7 separate regions of the Mus musculus genome follow, and regions 2, 3, 4, 5, 6 and 7 are each linked to region 1. A link is a contact called in public HiChIP or PLAC-seq and promoter capture Hi-C data. All regions are on one chromosome and are shown on one strand. Each heading gives the region's core, a stretch centred on a gene start, on an enhancer-like site or on the middle of the called end of the contact. The rest is flanking DNA. Distances are from core to core; before and after follow the strand shown.

Region 1 (2,753 bases), core at 167-2,666:
TCCTCAGAAACTCTAGTCCTCTCTGAGGCACTCCCAGACATGTTCTTGGCCACACCTTTCTTTCTGAGACCCTCACTTCCTCTTAAGTATATAGCTTAGAATCTATATTAAAAATCTCTTCTAATAAAGTCTGATTGTCTCACATATTGGTTCATCCTGAAATGTTTTGCTGCAGCAAAGTCAAGAATCAGTTTTTCTCCGAATCCAGGTCCCTAATAGATAAGGGAACTCCTCAGACTTGCTGGTGGCTGTCTGGAAGAACATCTCGTCCCTGCTGACAATCCTCCTTCCAACTTTGGAAAGACCTTAAGGACAACCCTGAGCTTATTCAGATAATAAAAAAATAACATCTCTGCTTAAGGTCAGTTGATTAGCAATTTGAATTCCATCTGTAGGCTGAATGACAAACATCTGTTTCCCAGGAATTATTAGATGACTATGCCTCTGTGTGGACGGAGGTGGAGGTGGGAAGGGGCAGAGGAGGACAGCAGGGCCAGCCTGAGCTATATTCTGGGGTACAGAGGGGGAGTGAAACCACCTCAAACAACAAGAACAAAATTATTAGGAGATGCTGTGGCAAATTTCTTGAGTCTTAACACTGATATTTGCTAACATGGGAATTGCCATTCTTCTTGTGTTAAAATTTATTTAATCGGGCTTAGCTCGAAGGCCAGAAAATAGGACTCAAGATCTTGAATCTTTATGAGAAAGGGTGGGCGAAGTTCTCTTAATGACATCTGGAGATAGTGCAATAGATTTGTGGAGAGATTGAGTGGGTGAGGAGTGCCTATCCTTAACTGAAGCTGAGGGTATAAAATTCCAGCAAAAGGAATCAAGTAACAAACTTTCTCCAAGGCTAAGAAAAACCAAAGAGTTCAATAGGTCTCCATGAAGATCAGATACTACTGAATTGACAAGATTGATTAGTGTAGTCTTCATAGGTAAAGGCTACCTGTGGTTCAATCCAAGAGCAGATATAACAAGGTTATTCTATTATTCAATATGAGCTAAAGAATACAATCAATATGAGTTAAAAGTATGAAGAAAAGGGAGCAGGTTCCACCGAGATTTGAACTCGGATCGCTGGATTCAGAGTCCAGAGTGCTAACCATTACACCATGGAACCAGCACGGAGGCAGCAGTGCCTTCGGGTCTCTAATGCTGACAAAACTCCGCCCCCAACCGGAAGCCAGATACTAAAAGATTTACACTTCGCTTCTCTGAATGATTGGGGAGAAGAACAAGCCAAAGGCTCCAAGGACCATTTTAGGATTGTTTTTCCTGTATGCCTTCCCAAAGCCGGGTGAGAATGTGGTGTCCACTCCTGCGCATTCCACCCTGCCTAGCTTATGGGCGGGGTGCCATCTCTCCGGAAGTACTTTCTGCGAGGGGCTGGGGCCTTCCGGAAGTGACGCATACAGGGCGGGGCTCGTCACCGGGTCCGGCAGCTGAAGCTCCTCGCTCGCTCGGGTTACCCCTGCAGCGACGCCCCCTGGTCCCGCCGCCGTTGCCACCGCCGCTCCCGCCCCTCAGCTCCTCGGCCGCGCCATGGGCACCCGCGACGACGAGTACGACTACCTCTTTAAAGGTGAGGCCGTGGGCCAGCGAGAGCCCATTTGGGGCCCGAGACACTCCCGGGGGACCCGCGCAGGGCCAGCCCTGCCCTGGTCGGAGTCCGCCTCGGCGCTTCCTTCCTGCCGCCCCGTCGGGGGTCCCGCCGCTCGTCCGGGTTCCCGCGCCCTTGGGAGGCCTGACGAGCCGCGGCGCCCCTCTCTGTATGTCCTCCCCGATGGCTGCGTCCCTCACGGCCGTGCAGTTCCTTCCCTGGGCGTCTCGAGCCCCTCCTCTTGGATGCTGCTGCTCGTCTCACGTCCCCCCTCTGACAGGCCCCTGCCTGGGCTGAGCACCCATATCGGGACACCCACTGGCTCGGGGGGCGGGGGTGTTGCTTTTTCTCTTTTCTGTTCGTTTCCCTTTTCTTCCCTTCCCTCCTCGTGAGCCTTTTCCTGGGCTTCGGCCAGATTCGCCCGTCCCCGGGCCCCCACCCCCATCCCCGCAGACCTCGAGGTCAGTACCCGCGGACTGTCCCCTCCCTCCCCACAGACGGGCAACTAATGTTTAGCACTCCGGAGCGACCTGGCTGGTGGGAGGGAGAGAAGGGGAGGGCAAGAGGGGCTGTCCATCACTCCTGGCGTTCATGCACTTGTCGCAGTGTCCAGGCAAGCAGATGACTTCCCACCTCGCGTTTTTCTTTTTTTTTTTTTTTCCCCCCCTTTTCATCTCTGTCCCTGCCTAGCTACAACCAGACCGGGATAACTCCTTTTACTTGGCTTTCGAGAAGGGGCTGCGGATGGGTGGTGGCTGTTATCCCTGCCAGACCTGAAGGCCCAGTTCCCGAACAGGAAAGGTTGTGCGCTGCACAAATACTAGCGAGCTTATCACTGTGGACTGGTTGCTTCCTGCTGCAATACTGGGAGGATCCGACAGGAAGGGAAGAACCCTGGTTGGTCACATACCTTTCCCAAACAGTGAGAGAGGGTTATAGTGCTAGCGTGCCCTTTTAGTGAAATCAAGAATTTATTACAGGATGGGGGGAAATGTGGAGCCGGTGGACAGAACAGGGAAGAATGTAAATAGAGACTTGCTTATGGGTTGAGTCCGCGAAGAAGCTGAAGTGAAAGGATACAGTTCTCAGTGACGAGAGAGTACAGTGAACGCTTTTTTTGTTCATGAATGCGCTCTCACTTTCGTAG
Region 2 (2,753 bases), core at 119-2,618, 1.9 Mb after region 1:
GTTCTGCACACATTAGGGAGCATGCATGTGATCTTAAAAAAAAAAAAAAAAGCGCCATCTTGTCACTTTTCTATTTAAAACTCCCTAAATGCAATCCCAGAGTAAACCAAACCGTTTGCATAGGTCACTGGGCCACATGACTTGCATCCTGCTGACTTAATCCTTTAGAACTCTTCCTACAGTCAGCAGCCACACTGCTTCTGTTCTGAGCTCACCATCTGTCTTCTGCTCAGGATCTTTGAACTATTTCCATTGTCCAGCCTCTGTTTCAGGCACCTGTTACAGAGGACTTCTCTGACCACCCAGGCGAAGTCTCCTAGTCCACACCCATAGCCCTTGTTTCATAGTAATGACATGAATCCAACAACTCTACATCATTTATTTGTCTGCTTTCTCCACACAACCACACAAGCCCCAGGAGAGAAAGGCCTAGCCTAGATGAAGAAATCTCTGATGCTAACCAAAGCCTTGTACGTGAATGGCTTATAGCATTCTTTGGATAAATGCTCTTTTCAAATCCTAACAATTCTGTGACGTGTAAGTGAGACAGCGGAGGTTCTGCAGGGTCAGGACTAGAGACTGGTTCCATCTGGCTATGACTGCTGCCTCTTAGCTCTTTATCTTACACACTTAATCCCCTTTCCTGGGAGGTCTGGTGAGGCTTTCAGTTGCTTTTCAGTGAAGCGGCTCTCGCCCTCCCAAATTTCGGAGGCTCATAATAGCCCTTATTCAAAAATGGATCTTTTGGGTGCTCTTTCCCCTTTTCCTGTGGCCCCCACCTCGCGCCCCCGCGCGTGAATCACTGGCAGACAGTATCCCACAGTAATAATCATAAAACTGGATGTGCTTTCTAGCCCGTAGATTCAGTAGCCTTCTCTCCGCCCCCAGCCTTGACTAAGCATCCTAGGGTCCTGTGGGGGCGAGATGGCTACTTGCGTCAAGGGCACTAGGGACTTTCAAACCCGCATCAGAGCTCAGCTAACTGCGCACAGCGGAACCTTTCTTTAGGATAGCCTCGTTTGCCCGCCGGTCGGTTTAGGAAGCAATACCTACTTAAGCGTCCCTCCCACTCCTGCCTTCCCTCCCTCCCTTCGGCTCCGTCTGCGGCGGCTGCTTTCCTCCCGCCCTAAGTTCCGGTGCTGGTGCTGCCGGCGCGGTCCGCGAACACCCACGCGCGGCTCACGGGAGCCCCGCTCGCCAGCGGACCCTTTCGATCGCCGGTGGGCGAGTGCCCGCGGTTTTCCTGCGGCGAGGAGCTAAGTGGAGGCCGTTCCAGACCCTCCGGCCCGGCGCGGGCAGGCGTGCACATCGCTCGCTATCCAGGGCGTGCGCGGGCCTCTCGAGACCCCAGCGGCGACCCGTAGCTCGGGCGCGCGCCTGTCGCAGCCCGCAGGAAGGAGGCGGCCTGAGACCCGGGGCGGCGGCCGCCATGGAGATCCCCTCGGCCCAGGGCCGGTGCCTGGGGCCTCGGGGGCGGCCCTGACCGTCCTTCTCCCCGCCCGGGCCGGGTCCCACTTGTGCCTCCGGCGGTGCTCGGCCACCTCTGCGTCTCCGCCCTCCCTGGGTCGCGCTGCTGCCTGGACACGGCGGCGGCGCCCTGTTGAATGGGCTGTGAGGGCCCGGGTCTGAAGTGCTGGTGGACGCGGCCTCCGGGGGCGCAAGGCAGCAGCAGCGGTGGCGACCAAACGGGTGTTGGAGTTGGCGGCGGCCATGGAGGGCCTGGCTGGCTATGTGTACAAGGCGGCCAGCGAGGGCAAGGTGCTCACTCTGGCTGCCTTGCTCCTTAACCGGTCAGAGAGCGATATCCGCTACCTGCTGGGCTATGTCAGTCAGCAGGGAGGACAGCGCTCCACACCCCTCATCATCGCAGCCCGCAATGGGCACGCCAAGGTGGTGCGCTTGCTGTTAGAACACTACCGTGTGCAGACCCAGCAGACCGGCACCGTCCGCTTCGACGGGTAGGTACATCCCAACTCCATCCTCCCTCCGACGCGCGCGGGCCTCCCAAGCCCTGGATCCTCTCATCCTTCATTAACCCTGTTTTCATGTGTGGACTCAGTTCTTTTTCATATCCCTTCACCCCCATTGATGCCCACCTCGTCTCCCAGAGCTATGCTTTGCTGCCTTTTCTTATCGACTCCTACCCTTTTCCCCCTGTAGGTGGTAGCCACACCCTGGGTCTTGAGATCTATAGTCTTCATTAGTCAGCGAACACGCACTGTCGGAGTGGTGGCTGCCCATCTAGGTTTTTGTATCTTTATATCAGCACTGGCGTAGTAACCTAGATCGGAAATTAACGAGATCAACAATTAAAATTGAGGACCTTTTGATGCTTCATTTAACCTCTCCATATCCCTTCTCCTCCCGCTCCCCCCCTCCCGTGGTCGGATCGAGCCTCAAGCAGGTCGTGGGACTATCTGTTAAAATAAGCCCCTAGAATCTTGTCATGCAGCTGGGCATCTCTAGGCACGGTTCTGACTCTCCCACAATGCTGGCCAATATTTTTGGCTGTACAGGTGGCTCTGGGCCTGGCGTAGAAGTTACGCCATTGCTAAATTACATGTATAGGGTGATACAGTGGGAAGGTTTCACAAACACTTAACATTGTTCAAAAATTTACTATTTACTATTATTCTAATATTTTTTTTCATTTGAGGTTAATTGTACATATTTTTGGGGGGCGGAGGAAGATAACAGAGTCGTCACGTTTGATACCTTTTTTTTTTTTCCTGTGCTGAACGATTGCGGAATGA
Region 3 (2,753 bases), core at 116-2,615, 1.9 Mb after region 1:
TATATACAAACTAAGATGGCTACCCTGTGACTACGCCACGGAGAGCTCATAGGATGACCACCAGGTAGAAATGTTACCAGAGGCAGCACAGCACATGCTCAGAGAATTGCTCCCCAGTCGGAACTATGAAAAGGCTGCCCTCAACCCAGTCTCCCAGAACTTCCCCCACCATTCCAAACAGTGCCAGGGACTTCCTAAAATTCACCTGGTGCACATGAGTGCTCAAATCTCTCCACGGCTCTTTGGTACCTGTGGCATATGGAATATACATTTTTACCAGGTCACTCAGGTGAGGAAGGTAAGGGGTCTTTCCTGCTCAAAGTGAACAGCCTCCCCACCCAGAGTAGGTGCCTCCTCCAACTTCAGACTCTAGGGCCTTCTCGGCCAACTCTGGGACATTCAGGGCACTTTAAAGTTGGTCCAGCCCCTGTCGTTGATTTTCTCTTACACGTGTGACATGTCCAACACTAGTATGTATAGTCCTTGTGTTTCCTCACATCCTTCCACTGTCTACCATGTCCAGTTTCTGTGGCCTGGGAAGAACCACGACTTCCTGCATGCTATGCAGTCACTACCAACTGGATTACATCCCCCTAGAAACCTGCCTCTGCCTCCTGAGTGATGGGGTTAAAAGCATTGCCACCATGCCCGGCAGTAAGTGTCTGTCCTCTGCAGAGTCTTGTACTGTTCAACTCCAGAAAGCCCTCCAGAATTAGCTGTCACCTGCTTTGGCTCAGACTTTCCTGTTTGCCATCTGGCACAACGCTAGGCACATGACAGGTGTTTAATCAATACATGTGACAGGCGGGAATGCTTTGGTCAGTGGAGCGGATGGAGGCAGACTGGAGGAAAAGATGAAAGGGCGGGTTTTGCGCCTCTGGCTCTGCCCTGTCGAGCCAGATAAACCCCAAACATCTCCCCTCTGAGGGAAGGGGTCTCTCATTCAGGATGGGAGAGTCACGCTGTCCCCGGTTAACGGCCCACTTTCCCTGGGCCCTGAGCCACCGGATTCAGAGCAGAGTCACAGTCTTGCCCAGAGCAGGAGGTTCCTAAAAACTTGGAAGTGGCACAGGGACTCAGCCAGGCTGGCCGGGGTGGCCCCCGAGTAGCCTATCCCTGCGGTTTCCTTAACCCTGGCGAGGTCTCTCAAACTCTGGGGCCCCTCGCGGCCTCCCTGTCCCCGCTCCGCGCGCACCTGGCCTGCACGAACGCGACACCGGGGCCGCCCGCCGCTCCGAGGAGCTGCCGCCTCCGCGTCGCCGCCTCCATGGCCGCCACGCTCGGCCTCGCCTTCCGGGAGGAGAGACGGCTGCGCGGGCCGCGCGGAGCCTCGGCGCCCAACGCGGGGAAGGCTGGGCGGGAGAGAGGGAAGCGAGCGCGGGGCCCCAGGGCGGGCGGGAGGGGAGGGGAGGAGCTGGAGGCTGGAGGGGAGGAGGGAGGAGAGAAGCTGGAGGAAAGAGCAGGGGGAGAACTGGTGAAGGGAGGAGGATAGGGAGGGGCTTGGGGCAAGACCGGAGAGGAGGATGGAGTGTGGGGAGGAGGGAGGAGGAATGAGAGAGCGGAGGTGGAGGGAGACAGCTGGAGGGCGTGTTTTGTTTGAGAAGGAGGGGCCTAACTTATGTCCCAGAGGTCTTGGGTCTTAGTTGAATCTGCACTCCAGTGGGGAAGCCTGGCGTCTTGTTTGTTTGTTTGTTTGCTTGCTTTTGTTTTTTTCCTGGGTTCTCTGCATTTCTGCAGGAAGGAAGCCTTGCCTAGCCGGGCTTGAGGGTACTGGACGAAGGTGAACCGGGGACCTGGAATGACCAAGCTGTGAGGTCATCAGAAGACCCGGGGTCTTTGAGCCCTCCTTCCTCAGATTAAAGACTGCTCGATAAACTATCCACTGTGCTTTGATAGGTGAAGAGAATAGTGAATTCTCTCCTAGTTGGAGGACAACGAGGTGGTCCAGAATCCAGTCCTGGCGTTGGGGAAAGACACACACCCCTTCCTCATTCAATTGTGTTAAGAACCTCGTAAGTTCTGTGCAGGAACCTATGAGCCCTGTTCAGAAGCGCTTCTGTTCGTAGCTTCTGGTAATGGTGGAGGAAGTTCTGAGGGTTGTGTAGCCATAGAGGCAGTAAGGCCAAACAGGCATCACAGGAAGGATAGCTGACAGAGAAGTATGAACTGGAGACAGGAAAGAGCTCCAGGCAGAGGGAACGGCCAGAATTCCCCACACACCCACCCCTCCTCCTCCCACACCCTGTCCAGAGACTAGCTGGTATGGAGGAGTGGAAAGTTGTGTGAGAACCACGCTGCTCAGGGGAGTGAGAGACTGGCTGAGATGGGGGAGAGAGGGGTTTAGATTGGAGCCCCCAATCCCTGAGAACCTCAGGAAGGGCCCTGGCAAGAGACTGGCATATGTGTGCATTTCAGGCACAGCCCAGAGGCAGAACCAGAGATGGAGGAGGTGCAGCCTGTCGGGTACCAAGTTCTAATGAGGGTCCTGGACTGTATCAGTAAAGGGGGGTTGGGGGTGAGACATGCCCAGTGGTGTGGGAGCTATCTTCTTCGGATGCATGGCTGTAAGGGGAGAGGAGTTTAGATGTGACCAGGCGCTGCATCTAAGTGGGTGGAGCAAGCACAGGTAAATGAGACGTCATCTTTGGACCCACGAAGCTTTGGTTGGGTCAGGATGCTGTTGGACCCATGGGTGTGAAGCTCAGACGCCATGTCGGTCGGTAGGAGCCTGGCAGATAGATTGAGCCGCAGGA
Region 4 (2,753 bases), core at 108-2,607, 1.8 Mb after region 1:
CTGTTAGCAGTTCCCTCTAGGCAATTGAGGTAAGCCCTGGGAACTGAGAGTGGGCTTCGAAAAGGTGTAGATGAGAGCTCAAGATAGGGCAGGCAGTGGAGCTGCCTCAGGATAGGTTTGGAGGTAATGCCACTGAAGAAATGGGAACAAGTACTTGTAGAAAAATGAAGTCTTGTTTGTGAATTTATTCAGTGAAGAAAGCGGAGAAATAGAGTACCCATTGAAGGTAATTTTGGATCCAGAGGAAGCATAAATTTAAGTAAGGAATTTTGGTTATGTTTATATGCTGATGAAAATGATTCCTTGAAGAAAGGGGGTTGGAACTATAAAGATACTGGAGTAAAACATGTGGGCATGTGGGAGTGAAATAATCCAGGTCACTGGTCAGGACCTGGCCTTCTTGAATTCAGAGTAACCCAAATGTTAAGAGGATTTTGATAGTAAAAAGTTGATCAGTTAAAAAAGGCTGGGGTTTTGAAGGAAGCTTTTAGTAGATAGGAGTAAGTCTAAATATCAATGTAGGTGAAGAAAACCCTTCTGGGATTAAGCACACCCCACCCCCCCCAATCCATTTTTCTCTTGGTGAGCCTTTTAATCTCTATGCTGTTCATCACCATTAGTAATTATATCTTAATAGTTCACAGATCTGTACCCCATGAGCGACAGGTCAGGGATCTTCTCTAATTTCTGACTACCCAGGGTGACGCGATGAATAAATGTCTTCAGAATTTGCCTTAGCTACTACTGTTAAATGCTGTTTAGGAGAGTCCCTTTTTCCCCTCAGAGCTTTTATTTCGGAAAAGATACCATGGGAATGATATATATATATATATATATATTTTTTTTTTTTTTTCTTTTTTGGCCTAACTGCCTCATCATGAGGATCTGCGTAAACCCAGAAACGCTTCGTCAAATTCTCCTTAGACAAAACTGACTAATTGGCTAGTTGTGATCGACCGGCAGCTGGGTAGGGTACAGGTGCAGAACGCATCTTGCGCATGGGGGCGCGCCGTGGCTTCAGTCAACTGGGGCTCAGAGGGCAGCCGAAGGATGAGACTGAGGCCAACACCTCCCCAGATGTGGCCTCTTCCCTGGGCGCTACTGGCTCGGCCAGTGTGGGGGCGGGGAGGCCGAGGGGGTAGTAACTGTCAAACTCCCGCTTGGCGCCATTATTTAAATAGTGCGTGTGGGTCTCGCAGCTGTGCGTGCCCGGGGCGGGGCAGCGAGCTCCTGGAGTGGGGCGGAGGCCAGGGGCGGAGCGGGAAGGCTGAGGGGCGGGGTGGAGGCGGAGTCAAGTCCGCTAGAGGGGAGGTTCCAGCGCGGCCCCCGGCGAGCTTCATTGCGCTTGCGCTGACAGACGCAAGATGGCGGACAGTGCGGAACTAAAGGTAAAGCGCAGCTCGAATTCACTTCTAATATTCGGCCGCGGAGACGGCGCCGCGGCTGCCGGGGGGATGGGTCGGACCCTGGGGGGCCCGCTCGGGCCGGGCTCCACCCGAGTCTGGAGTTGTAGGCGGGAGAGGCGCTCCGGGCCTTAGTGGAGGGGGCCTGGCTGCGGCGGGCCGTGGGCCCCGGGTGCCTCGGGGGCGCTGACGGGTCGTCCCCGGCGTGTTATTGTTGTGGGCGCCTCTGGCGGGGGTGGCGGGGCGAAGAGAGAGTGAGTCGGGACGTGGCGGCAGCGGCGGTCCCCGGGGCCTGGGTGCCTTACCTTGCAGCCCGCCTCCCCCCCCCCCCCCCATGGGCAGCCAGGGGGTGGGGGGGTGTAGGCTGCTCTGGGAAGAGGGGGATCGGGAAAACTGCCCCGCTGCCGCTTCCTCTTCCTCTTTCGCCGTCCCGGGCTCCTGTCAGGCGCAGCGCTCGGACCCCCGGGAACTTGGCTCCGGCCGCCCCGCCCCTCCGCGGCGCCCAGGCGCCCCCGCCTCGCTTGCCGCCGCTGCCCGCCCGCCTGTCAATGGGTGCCCGGCCAGAGGGAATGCGCGATCCCGGGGCAATCGGCTAGGGAATACGAGGGAGAAGCTCTTGGAAAGTTTAGCGAGCCCGGAGCCGGCGTTGGGGGTTCGGCTAAAGGGTTGCAGGGGGAGTCTGCCCGGGCGGGACGTTACTGTTTCTCTCTTGATTTCGGGCCACCGGGGAGGGTGTGTGTGTGGTGGTGGGGAGCAACCCATTGAAAGAGTGTGCTTTTGGGAGCGGTGGTGGGGATGCAGCCACCTCTCTGCACTCTTGCTGTCTCTGGTGTGGCAGATGAGAGCAGCCTTGGGGGTCTCTAAACACACCATGATGGCGATGCTATAGCTGATGGAGGTGAATGGTTCGTGTTTATATCCCCCGTTGCCTTTTGTTTGTTAGGGACATCTTGCTGGCCATGTTGATTTAAACGAAATTCTCCTCCCACCCACCCCCCATCCCACCCCAACCTCCAATAAATAGAACGTTCCATCGTTCCTCTCAACTGTACCAATTACTCATGCCTCGCGAAATTAGATGAAAGGGTGCCCCCTTTCCCCCGCTTTTTCTCCCACCCCAATCTTTACCTGATGATGGCTCCTTTACTGAAGCACATATACCACTACACAAGCAGTTGGGGGAGGGCTGGTGGAACCCTTATGATTGGATTGTGACAAATGGGTCTCTGCTTGAATAATTCTGGTTTAGTAGCAGGCAGGCAGTTCTTAACTAACGCATATTATTTAGAGGCTCTGAACATGGTATTCCCTTCTCTGGCTTCCTGTGTGCGAACCAAACAGCTGGTTATA
Region 5 (2,753 bases), core at 153-2,652, 1.6 Mb before region 1:
CAATTAATTTTTCTTTTCTTTATATAAACACCGGCCCGATTTAGAGGACTCATCACACAAAAAAAGAAAAACTATAAAAATAACTCAGATATTATATCCAAAAAGAACAATGTTAAGGTTTGACTTTTAAAGCTATTTGAGCAACAATCATTTTGAAAGAAGACACAATGAAATATGGTGACGGCTGGGAACAGCCAATGATAATGAACAAGTAACCCGGCTTAATCAAGTGGGCCAAAGGAATGGTTCAAATAAAACAAATCATTTTGGGAACATACATAAAATAAGGAAGTACCATTCAAGGACAAGCTAGGTACTCTTAAAAAACAAAAGAGTCTGTTAGAAATATATCAAAATATTAACAGTGAAATGCTATCTCTGGAGATGGGTTATTAATTCGTTGGAATTTATCACTCTTGATTACCTATACACCTTCAAGGTATTACACACATTTTTAAAACTAACGCAAATGGAGATTTTTGTCCCTGTGCTTCACAGCTACCATACACATGCATGCATAGTACATACATACATACATACATACATACATCGCGTCTTTACATAACCTCCTGGGAGAGGTAGGTACCAAGCTTCTGTCCTCGTGTCTCCTGGGAACCTGCCACCCATCACTGTTCCCAGGGTTAGCTCCTGTCATCACCACCATCCACCTCTCACCCTGGAGACTACACAACTGTCGCCTCGTCTCCGCTCCAGGTAGCAAGGGCTTTAGAAATTGTTATTTTATCCGAAGAGAGATTCAGAGAAAGGTTTACCGAAAGGATGAGCAGCCCCCACCCAAAAGCGCAGACGAGGAGAAAGACGCACGGTCTCAACCTCCACCCCTCCGAAGTCGGCCGGCGACAGGGAGCACCGGAGTCGCGACTCTCCTCAAGAGGAAGAGATGGGAGAGCCGCTCCCCAGTCCCAGTCCCAGCTAAGAGAGACGCGCTCGATAGCGGATAAAGGGGAGAAGGTCACAGACGCGACCCCTGAGGCGCTGAGGGGCGCAGACTGCAAGCTTATTCAGGGGCGGGTCCCTCCCTCCGGCAGGTGGCTCGGCTTCCAACAGGCTTCCAGGGGGCCAGGGGTTCCTCGGGCCTCCGCCCGCCGTCCACCCGGAGCCAGCAGTCCCGCTCGGCGGGCGGCCCCGGAACGGCCCCGAGCGGCTCGGCCGGGCCAGCCGATCACACACTCGGGAGGTCACGATGGCGAAAGAGAACGTGTTACCTACCGTACGTGGGTCGGGAGCTGGCGGCGATGGGGTGCGGCTCCAGCACCCGGCACCCGGCTGGCCAGCGGCCGCGCTAGCCGCGTCCTTTATATTTTTGCTGCAGCGGCGGCGACTTGTCAAAGGGAAAGACGTAAGAGGCGGCGGCGGCAGCGGCGGCAGCGACGGCGGCAGCGGCAGCGGCAGGCGAGTCTCGCGGGACTTATGAGGGAACTCTCGCGAGATCAGAAGCGCTGGTCCTGCCTCCTCCGGGCCTCGCGCGGGAGGTGGGAGGCAACCTGAGAGGAAAAGGGAGAGAAGATGCCGGCTTAGGCAGTGATGGGAAAGCGATGAGTACATCGCCGGCCGGGAGACCCTTCCTGTGAGGGTACTGGGGACACTCTACCGCCCCATGTCTCTTAACCGCTGGGTCCTCGCGGAGTCACGTGTGCCCGTAGGGAACTATCAATTGGGGGCATTTCACAAAGGGCGCTGAAGGATCAGGCGAGCGTGGATGTGTTCAGGATGAGTACGGGACAGTCTGCAAGAGGATCGGGGTCCGAATGCTGCCGAGGCCTCGGGGCTGCCGAGGACCGAGAGAAAAAGCTGCGGCCGGCCACACCCCTTTATCTCGGCTGCTTGCCGGGCGCTCTACTCCCTTTATCTCCCATCACAGTCTGCCCTTAACCTTGTGGCTGGTTAAGTTTACGCCCAAGCAAGTGTTTAAGTTGACCAACTTCTGCCCTGTCTGAGGAACACGGGAGGATTGACCTTTAGTACAGGTCTTGACCCTGACCTATACAGTGATGCACTCTGAGGAAGAACACTAACTTGGTCATCTAGCCCAACGTCTAGCATAGATGTAGGCGCTCAAATGTTGAATTGATATTGTTGAATGCCTCTGTACTTAAGGACTCCCAATCTCACCACTGTAGCCACCTTCAGCAAAAGGTTTTTCTGGAGAGAGAGCGGTTAAGAGGGCTATCTCTTACAGAGTGACTTGGCTTCACTTCACTTCAGGATGTCCAAAACCACTTGTAACTTCAACACTCACTTCTGAACGCTACAAGAACCTGCACTCGCGTTAACATACCCACACATACACATGAATTTGTTTTTGTTTTCAAGACAGGGTTTCTCTGCATCGCCCTGGCTGTCCTGGAACTCTCTGAAGACCAGGCTTTTTCCTGATTCTGCTCCAGAGTGCTGGGACTAAAGGCTTTTGGGGAAGGGGGGACGTTATAAATAAAATCTTTTTAAAAAATTCTTGTGCTAAAGACATAAACATACATGGTATAAGCAGCTGGGTGGGGTGGCAATCTCTGTGAGCTTGAGGCCAGTTTGGTCCACATACTGAGTTCCTCCCCTTTGGTTCAATTGGAAATGTGTATCATACAAATTTAGCCTAAGACAAAAGCTACTCTCAGCTTTGTGTGTGACTTGGAATGGCTTGCTTGGCTTCCCTGGACCTCAGTTCCTAATCTGTTCATTTAGAATATTAGTTATTATGACAGGGTTCCTCCTTAGAGGAGTATAGATAATGAGAT
Region 6 (2,753 bases), core at 96-2,595, 1.4 Mb before region 1:
CCTAGAAACTTAGTTTAGTGCAGCTTCTCTCCATGGGGAGGATTTCTATCGACCACCACCCAAATTACAGCGAGAGAACTTTATCTGTGTTCACTATGTAGTAATGATAACGGAGATGAACATCCTAAAAAAGCATTTCTTAACCTTTTTTTTGTGTGTTCATGGCTGTGATGGGTGCCAGTTACAGAGTTGATTGTGTTTCCACCTCAAATATTTATTAGACACTTAATTTGCCATACACAATGTGTATGCAGGAATAAAAGTTACAAACTAAGACACTCTCCTGACCTTCAGGCAGTTTACTTTATCTGTAAGGGAATCCACCCCTAATGTTGAGTTTGCAGTTGTAAACAGCCAACTTTGCTAGGCCTGGTGGCTCATGCCTGTAATTCCAGCACTTGGGAGGCCGAGGGAGGAGCATTGAGTTTGAGGCCAGCTTTGGACACAGAATTTCAGGCCTGCCTAAGGTGGTTTCAACCAGAAAAGCAAACCACCTCTGTTGGTGTTAGTGGCAGGTTTCAGCTCCTTGAAAGGATCATCTTGCAAATTAGTCCGTGATAACATAACCTATGTTATCTTTAAACTCTAGTTGACTTCGACTCACCAACCTGTGATTAAGTTCCGGGAACTTTTTTTTTTTTCGAGGCAGGGTTTCTCTGTATAGCCCTGGCTGTCCTGGAACTCACTCTGTAGACCAGCCTGGCCTTGAACTCAGAAATCCACCTGCTTCTGCCGCCCGAGGGCTGGGATTAAAGGCGTGTCACCACGCCCGGCTATAACCCAAAATTCTTAAGGACCGAATTTAATACACGGAAATCTCCCCTTTGTGTGAAGCCTGGCTTCTCAAAAAATCGATAACTTCTTTTTATTGTTGCACACTGTAACACTGAGTGTGTTTAAATTGTTGACTTACAAGACTGCCTCATTAAACTGTGAGCCAGGAGCTTTTGTGTTTGTATTTGAAACGCACAGTAAGGTGCCAAGCTCACAGTGAATGCTCTGTATATGTTAAATGAATTAATGTCCAAAAACTAAGTGGCAAAACTTCCTGCAGTCGTTTCAGCCCTCAATCAAAAATATTTATTGAATCTCTCAGAGAACACTGTGCTTGGCATGAGCAGGTGGCATGCAGAGGTTTTCAAACATTGTTAGTCACAGACTTTATTCAAACAGAACCTTAGAAGCGTGACAGATAGAGCCATGCAGGGCACAAAGACCCGGAGGAACTCCTCAGCCTCTAGCTCCTCCTCTGCCTACTTGGCCCGCCCCAGTGCAGCCTTGCGGTTCAGTGCTTGGATTGGCTGAGCAGCAGCCCAGGCCCCGCCCTAGGTCCCTCCCCCAGGTTCCGCCCCGATGGTCCCTCTGGGTCCATAACGGCCCTCGCGCACCTCACACGGCTGGAGCGCTTTGCTCGCGGCACTGTCTATAAAGTTGTTGTTGCTGCTTCCGCCACGGGTGGAGGAAGATGGCGTCAGGAGGTGGTGGCTGTAGCGCTTCGGAGCGACTCCCTCCGCCCTTCCCTGGCATGGATCCGGAGTCGGAAGGGGCTGCCGGGGGGTCAGAACCCGAGGCTGGGGACAGCGACACCGAGGGGGAGGATATTTTCACTGGCGCCGCGGCAGCCGTGAGTTCCCATCCTTGGGGCAGCAGACAGAAAAGAGCCCCCCAAAAGAGAACCCTTATTAAGGGTTCGAGGGCTTTGAAGATAGTGGGCCTGGTGGGAAATCTTCGCTCGGTGTCAGCAATCAGGACTCCAGGGCCCTGAGTAGGAAACGAGCCCTAGAGCCTGGCTGCCCAAGCCCGGGCGGGAAGAGACGAGGGGTGTGGTGGCTTCACCACGGATCCTTAATAGCCAAGAGCAACCTAGGCCGTCCCCTGGCCCAGAGGTGTGGTTACCCCAAGGATTCAGCGGGCATTTCTGCTGGTTGTGTCCTGGGCAGACTGACTTTAAACATGACAAATTAGAAAATGAGGTGCAGACCATCAGTTCCCTTGTTTTATTGCACCGAAAGTGGAAACGTGATCTAGGAAGGACCATGACCCGCCCACTGATCCTCCTGTTATACCCAGCACTTCCTGGTCATTACCAAAAGCCCATTCTGGATACTAGTTTATGGAAGTTAGGTTGTGACTCCTTTGATCTCTCCAGGAATCAGGGCAAATGCTGGTTGAGAGAAATAGATTACACGGATCAGAAAGCTTTTGTTTCTGTTAAAAGGATGCATTAAAGTGCTTGGAAACAGATCTGTAAATGTGAAGGGAAAAACTGTCTCCCATAATAAATATCTAGGTTTCAAATGAGAGCTAGCTGCTGGCAAAACAACCAAAACCTCCTTGTCTTTCCGTGTGGAATGTCATGGGTTAACAGCACCAGGAGAGATGTTTTGGGCTGTTTTATGAGAACACTGACTCATACCACTCGGTACAGTTAGTTCCAGCTTAGAAACGTCTTCAGTACCGAGTCTATGCAGTTATCTTCCTTTCTTGGTTATTGTTTCTCTTCAGAGTAGCTAATCAGTATCAGACTGAGTTAAATAACTTTAAATTCTGTATATAGCATGTGTCTGAAAACTTGGAGGTGCCCCTTACATTAGAAAAAATTTAGATTTTGGAGGGTTTTTTGTTTTTGTTTTTTTTAACATGGCCGTAGTTAAAATTTTACTATGTTGAGAAATTGAAGGCTATAATCATAAAGTGGTTGCTGGTGCTAATGACAGCAGATTGTCTAATGATGTCTGCTACTCTGAGAAAGA
Region 7 (2,753 bases), core at 158-2,657, 1.4 Mb after region 1:
TGTAAAGGCTACAAAAAGTTGAAATGTGATTATATTTGCTCTTTAGATATTTGGGAAGCTGAGAGACTGCCATTCATATATTTAAAAAAGTGCTTCAGAATATACATGCAAATTTGGCAAATGGTGTTGGTTTTCCCTATGGTACTATGAATTTTTAAAAAGACGTTTTAACAAATCATAGGTTAATAGAAAATCTCTAGTTTTGTAGTTAATTTTCCTTAATAATAGAAATAAAGTTTAGATTAAGAAGTACATGGCAAAATAGTGAATTTTTCTTTAGCACTGAAGAGCAGTTACAAAGGGGTAGTTCCAACAGTACCTGGAGAATCGGTCTACGTGAATTCCTACCTAAGCTATTAAGGAATAATAACTAAAAGATGGTCATTTATCTCCTACAATGGCCTTTCAAATGCAACAGGAAAAAAGCCCAAGTAGAGGAAATTATGCCACAAATTTTGGTATTACATTGAAAATGATCAACATTTAATTGTTCCTCCTCTTACATTAATCACATATCTGTTTATTCCGGGGAAAGTGGACACTGGTCCCACCACCCCACGCACTATGTTTATGCATAATCAGCCCCAAAAGGTAGAGATAATAGCATAATTTAATTACAAATAAAGGGCCTACCTACACGTTGCCATTTGTAAGCAATTCTTTTGTATAGACACATAGATCAACAGGATTATGCACTTTAAAATGTGAGGTAACAAGGCATTTAAAAATAACCAAGGTTTACGGCTACTGCCCTGCTATCACTGACTGCATAAACACTGCAATTTAGCTGAAAATATATGGAACAGACGGGATATTTTTGCAACGGTTGAATAAGATATTATGATGCCAGAAATACAGCTGTCCCCAGGCAGTTAAGCGCTCTCCATTGAGTTTCTTTACTGTTGCTTTTGAGTAGGAGATTGCTTGGTACTGTAGGTCACTGGTTAGGGTAAAGGACCTCACTGAAAAATTCATGCACACTTTGCTAACGTGGGAGAAAAAATAGTGGTATTTTGGAACTGTTAATTGGAAGAAGGGGCATAAAAACATGCTTTTTTTTTTTTTTTTCTTTTTTTAATAAAAAGGTCTTGCCTGGCTCTTGCCGATTTAATGTAACAAACCCGCGGATAGTAAAAGGTATATAACTTGACAAGCTGGTGCTGCCGTCTTGTCCTTCACCGCCTTTTCTGCATGATCAAACCTTAAATTGTTTTACGGACAGCCCCCAGCCGTAGATCCGTGTCTTCCTGGGTTTTCTAGGCTCCTTTACCACTACCTGAAGAGATGGAAGTCAGCCAGTCCTAGCACGAGATCCCTGCTCCGCCCCAGCTGCCCTCTTCCAACATGGCGCCCCAGGAGGCGGGTCCCACATGTCGGCTCCCCGGGTTCCGGCGCCATCGCGTTTTGGTTCCGGAGTAACAGCGGTCTAACGGCCGCCTTCCTCCTCCTCTCGCCGCCACCTCCGCTGCCGGGACGCGGGCCTCAGTCGGACGATCCTGCACGCGCCGCGCCCTCCGGTTCCGGCTGCGGTCCGGGACCCGCCCCTTGACCCCGCGGCCCTGGGCCCCCCTGCCTGGTTGGAGGGCAGGCGCCACCGGTGCACCTCCGAAACAGCCCCGACCCAGCCCGCGGCGCCCGGCCACCGTCCCCTTGCCCACCGAGACACTCAGGACGGCAGGACCCTGGCCACTGTACCTGCCTTAAACCAGGCCGTTGCTCCGCTGTCTCCTCTTACTCACAAGGACTACAGAATGCTTGTGGGTTCTGTTTTGTCCACTTTTGTAACTCCAGGACCTTCCGCTCTCTACTAATTCCTCTTGGCCGGTCCCCCAACAGTGCATCCTCTCCTAGGGACACTCCACACGACCTGGGCCTGGTTTTGGGCCTGCAAGCTCCCTCCTGATCGCTCCTCTTCACTTCTCCCCATCTTCTTGCTCCCTATTTATCGCCTGCCTTCTGTCTATCGTTCCCCTTGTCACTTCTTGGGGCTCCTCCTAAGTAGGGGCAGGTCGGTACCCCTCGCCCCAGGATGTGAGACCCTTTAACCTGTAATGCTGTGGCTGGCCCTTGGCCCCTTCTGTGCCATGGAGAACCAGGTGCTGGTGATTCGGATCAAGATTCCAAATAGTGGCGCGGTGGACTGGACCGTGCACTCCGGGCCGCAGTTACTCTTCAGGGATGTTCTGGTGAGTGGTGACTTTAGTGGCCAAATCCCAGCGTTGGGGATTATGGATCTGGATAGGCAGCATCTTGACCATTGGTGGCCTGAGCTGGCCTCTGGTGGGGTCAACTTACCTGTTTTAACCACAGTCTCGGTTAATTGCACTCACTGAAAACTGGTAAATGTGCAGCGCCCTGGGAAATTGATGTATCCGACTGAACCCCTGCCCTCAGGAAGCTCACAGTCTGGACTGTGACTTACACACCAGTGCAGACAACTGGGATGTAAAGAGTTTTAAAACTGTTTCTTATATTTTTCTCAAGTATTTGGAAAGGATTCCTGCCCTCATTCTAGCCCTGTCACTGCTGAGTTTCCTGAACTTGTGACCTGCTGGGAAAGGGACACCAGGGCAATCTTAGTTTACAATGGTTAAGCAAACCTTAGATGCCACTGAATGGGAGACCTAGACTTAACTATCAATATGGAAAGGATGCTGCCTGTTAGAACTACAGCACATCATTCCGTGACAAACACAGCTCAATTTCAGAGATGTTGAGTGTTCAGGGAAAATTTACATCTTAGAATCAACAGT

What was found. Promoter capture Hi-C pulls out the DNA fragments that hold promoters and counts their contacts. HiChIP or PLAC-seq counts read pairs in DNA pulled down with a chosen protein or histone mark.
Region 2: a contact with region 1 is called in a promoter capture Hi-C map of erythroid cells, with 16 times the contacts expected there. The contact joins the promoter of Fem1b here to the promoter of Rab11a in region 1. A contact is called at or near these places in 1 of 39 promoter capture datasets (erythroid cells), 1 of 115 datasets of contacts at active chromatin or transcription factors (microglia) and 1 of 9 other capture datasets (liver).
Region 3: a contact with region 1 is called in a promoter capture Hi-C map of liver, with 3 times the contacts expected there. The contact joins the promoter of Cln6 here to the promoter of Rab11a in region 1. A contact is called at or near these places in 3 of 39 promoter capture datasets (liver and pre-B cells).
Region 4: a contact with region 1 is called in a promoter capture Hi-C map of erythroid cells, with 11 times the contacts expected there. The contact joins the promoter of Pias1 here to the promoter of Rab11a in region 1. A contact is called at or near these places in 2 of 39 promoter capture datasets (erythroid cells and pre-B cells).
Region 5: an H3K27ac HiChIP or PLAC-seq map of microglia shows a contact between it and region 1, with 5 times the contacts expected there. The contact joins the promoter of Herc1 here to the promoter of Rab11a in region 1. A contact is called at or near these places in 1 of 115 datasets of contacts at active chromatin or transcription factors (microglia) and 2 of 9 other capture datasets (adipose tissue and liver).
Region 6: a promoter capture Hi-C map of pre-B cells shows a contact between it and region 1, with 3 times the contacts expected there. The contact joins the promoter of Snx1 here to the promoter of Rab11a in region 1. A contact is called at or near these places in 2 of 39 promoter capture datasets (erythroid cells and pre-B cells) and 1 of 9 other capture datasets (liver).
Region 7: a promoter capture Hi-C map of liver shows a contact between it and region 1, with 3 times the contacts expected there. The contact joins the promoter of Map2k5 here to the promoter of Rab11a in region 1. A contact is called at or near these places in 3 of 39 promoter capture datasets (liver and pre-B cells) and 1 of 9 other capture datasets (liver).

Annotation. Positions count from the first base shown.
Region 1 is chr9:64,736,419-64,739,171 of GRCm38.p6, reverse strand. Rab11a (RAB11A, member RAS oncogene family) reads left to right here and starts at 1,416. Exons shown (of 5, transcript NM_017382.5): 1 at 1,416-1,588. The coding sequence starts at 1,549. n-TQctg9 (a tRNA gene) reads right to left here and starts at 1,126; the gene lies at 1,055-1,126.
Region 2 is chr9:62,810,263-62,813,015 of GRCm38.p6, reverse strand. Fem1b (fem 1 homolog b) reads left to right here and starts at 1,368. Exons shown (of 2, transcript NM_010193.4): 1 at 1,368-1,958. The coding sequence starts at 1,711.
Region 3 is chr9:62,837,397-62,840,149 of GRCm38.p6, reverse strand. It overlaps Cln6 (ceroid-lipofuscinosis, neuronal 6), which reads right to left and starts at 1,365. Exons shown (of 7, transcript NM_001033175.3): 1 at 1,196-1,365. The coding sequence starts at 1,269.
Region 4 is chr9:62,979,483-62,982,235 of GRCm38.p6, reverse strand. It overlaps Pias1 (protein inhibitor of activated STAT 1), which reads left to right and starts at 1,357. Exons shown (of 14, transcript NM_019663.3): 1 at 1,357-1,388. The coding sequence starts at 1,365. Gm35574 (a long non-coding RNA gene) reads right to left here and starts at 1,722. Exons shown (of 6, transcript XR_379535.2): 1 at 1,709-1,722.
Region 5 is chr9:66,349,099-66,351,851 of GRCm38.p6, reverse strand. It overlaps Herc1 (HECT and RLD domain containing E3 ubiquitin protein ligase family member 1), which reads right to left and starts at 1,402. Exons shown (of 78, transcript NM_145617.3): 1 at 1,231-1,402. Gm30447 reads left to right here. Exons shown (of 2, transcript XM_006511600.4): 1 at 1-1,231; 2 at 1,334-1,527. The coding sequence starts at 781. The coding sequence ends at 1,509.
Region 6 is chr9:66,123,478-66,126,230 of GRCm38.p6, reverse strand. Snx1 (sorting nexin 1) reads left to right here and starts at 1,345. Exons shown (of 15, transcript NM_019727.2): 1 at 1,345-1,624. The coding sequence starts at 1,466.
Region 7 is chr9:63,376,556-63,379,308 of GRCm38.p6, reverse strand. It overlaps Map2k5 (mitogen-activated protein kinase kinase 5), which reads left to right and starts at 1,407. Exons shown (of 22, transcript NM_011840.3): 1 at 1,407-2,186. The coding sequence starts at 2,052.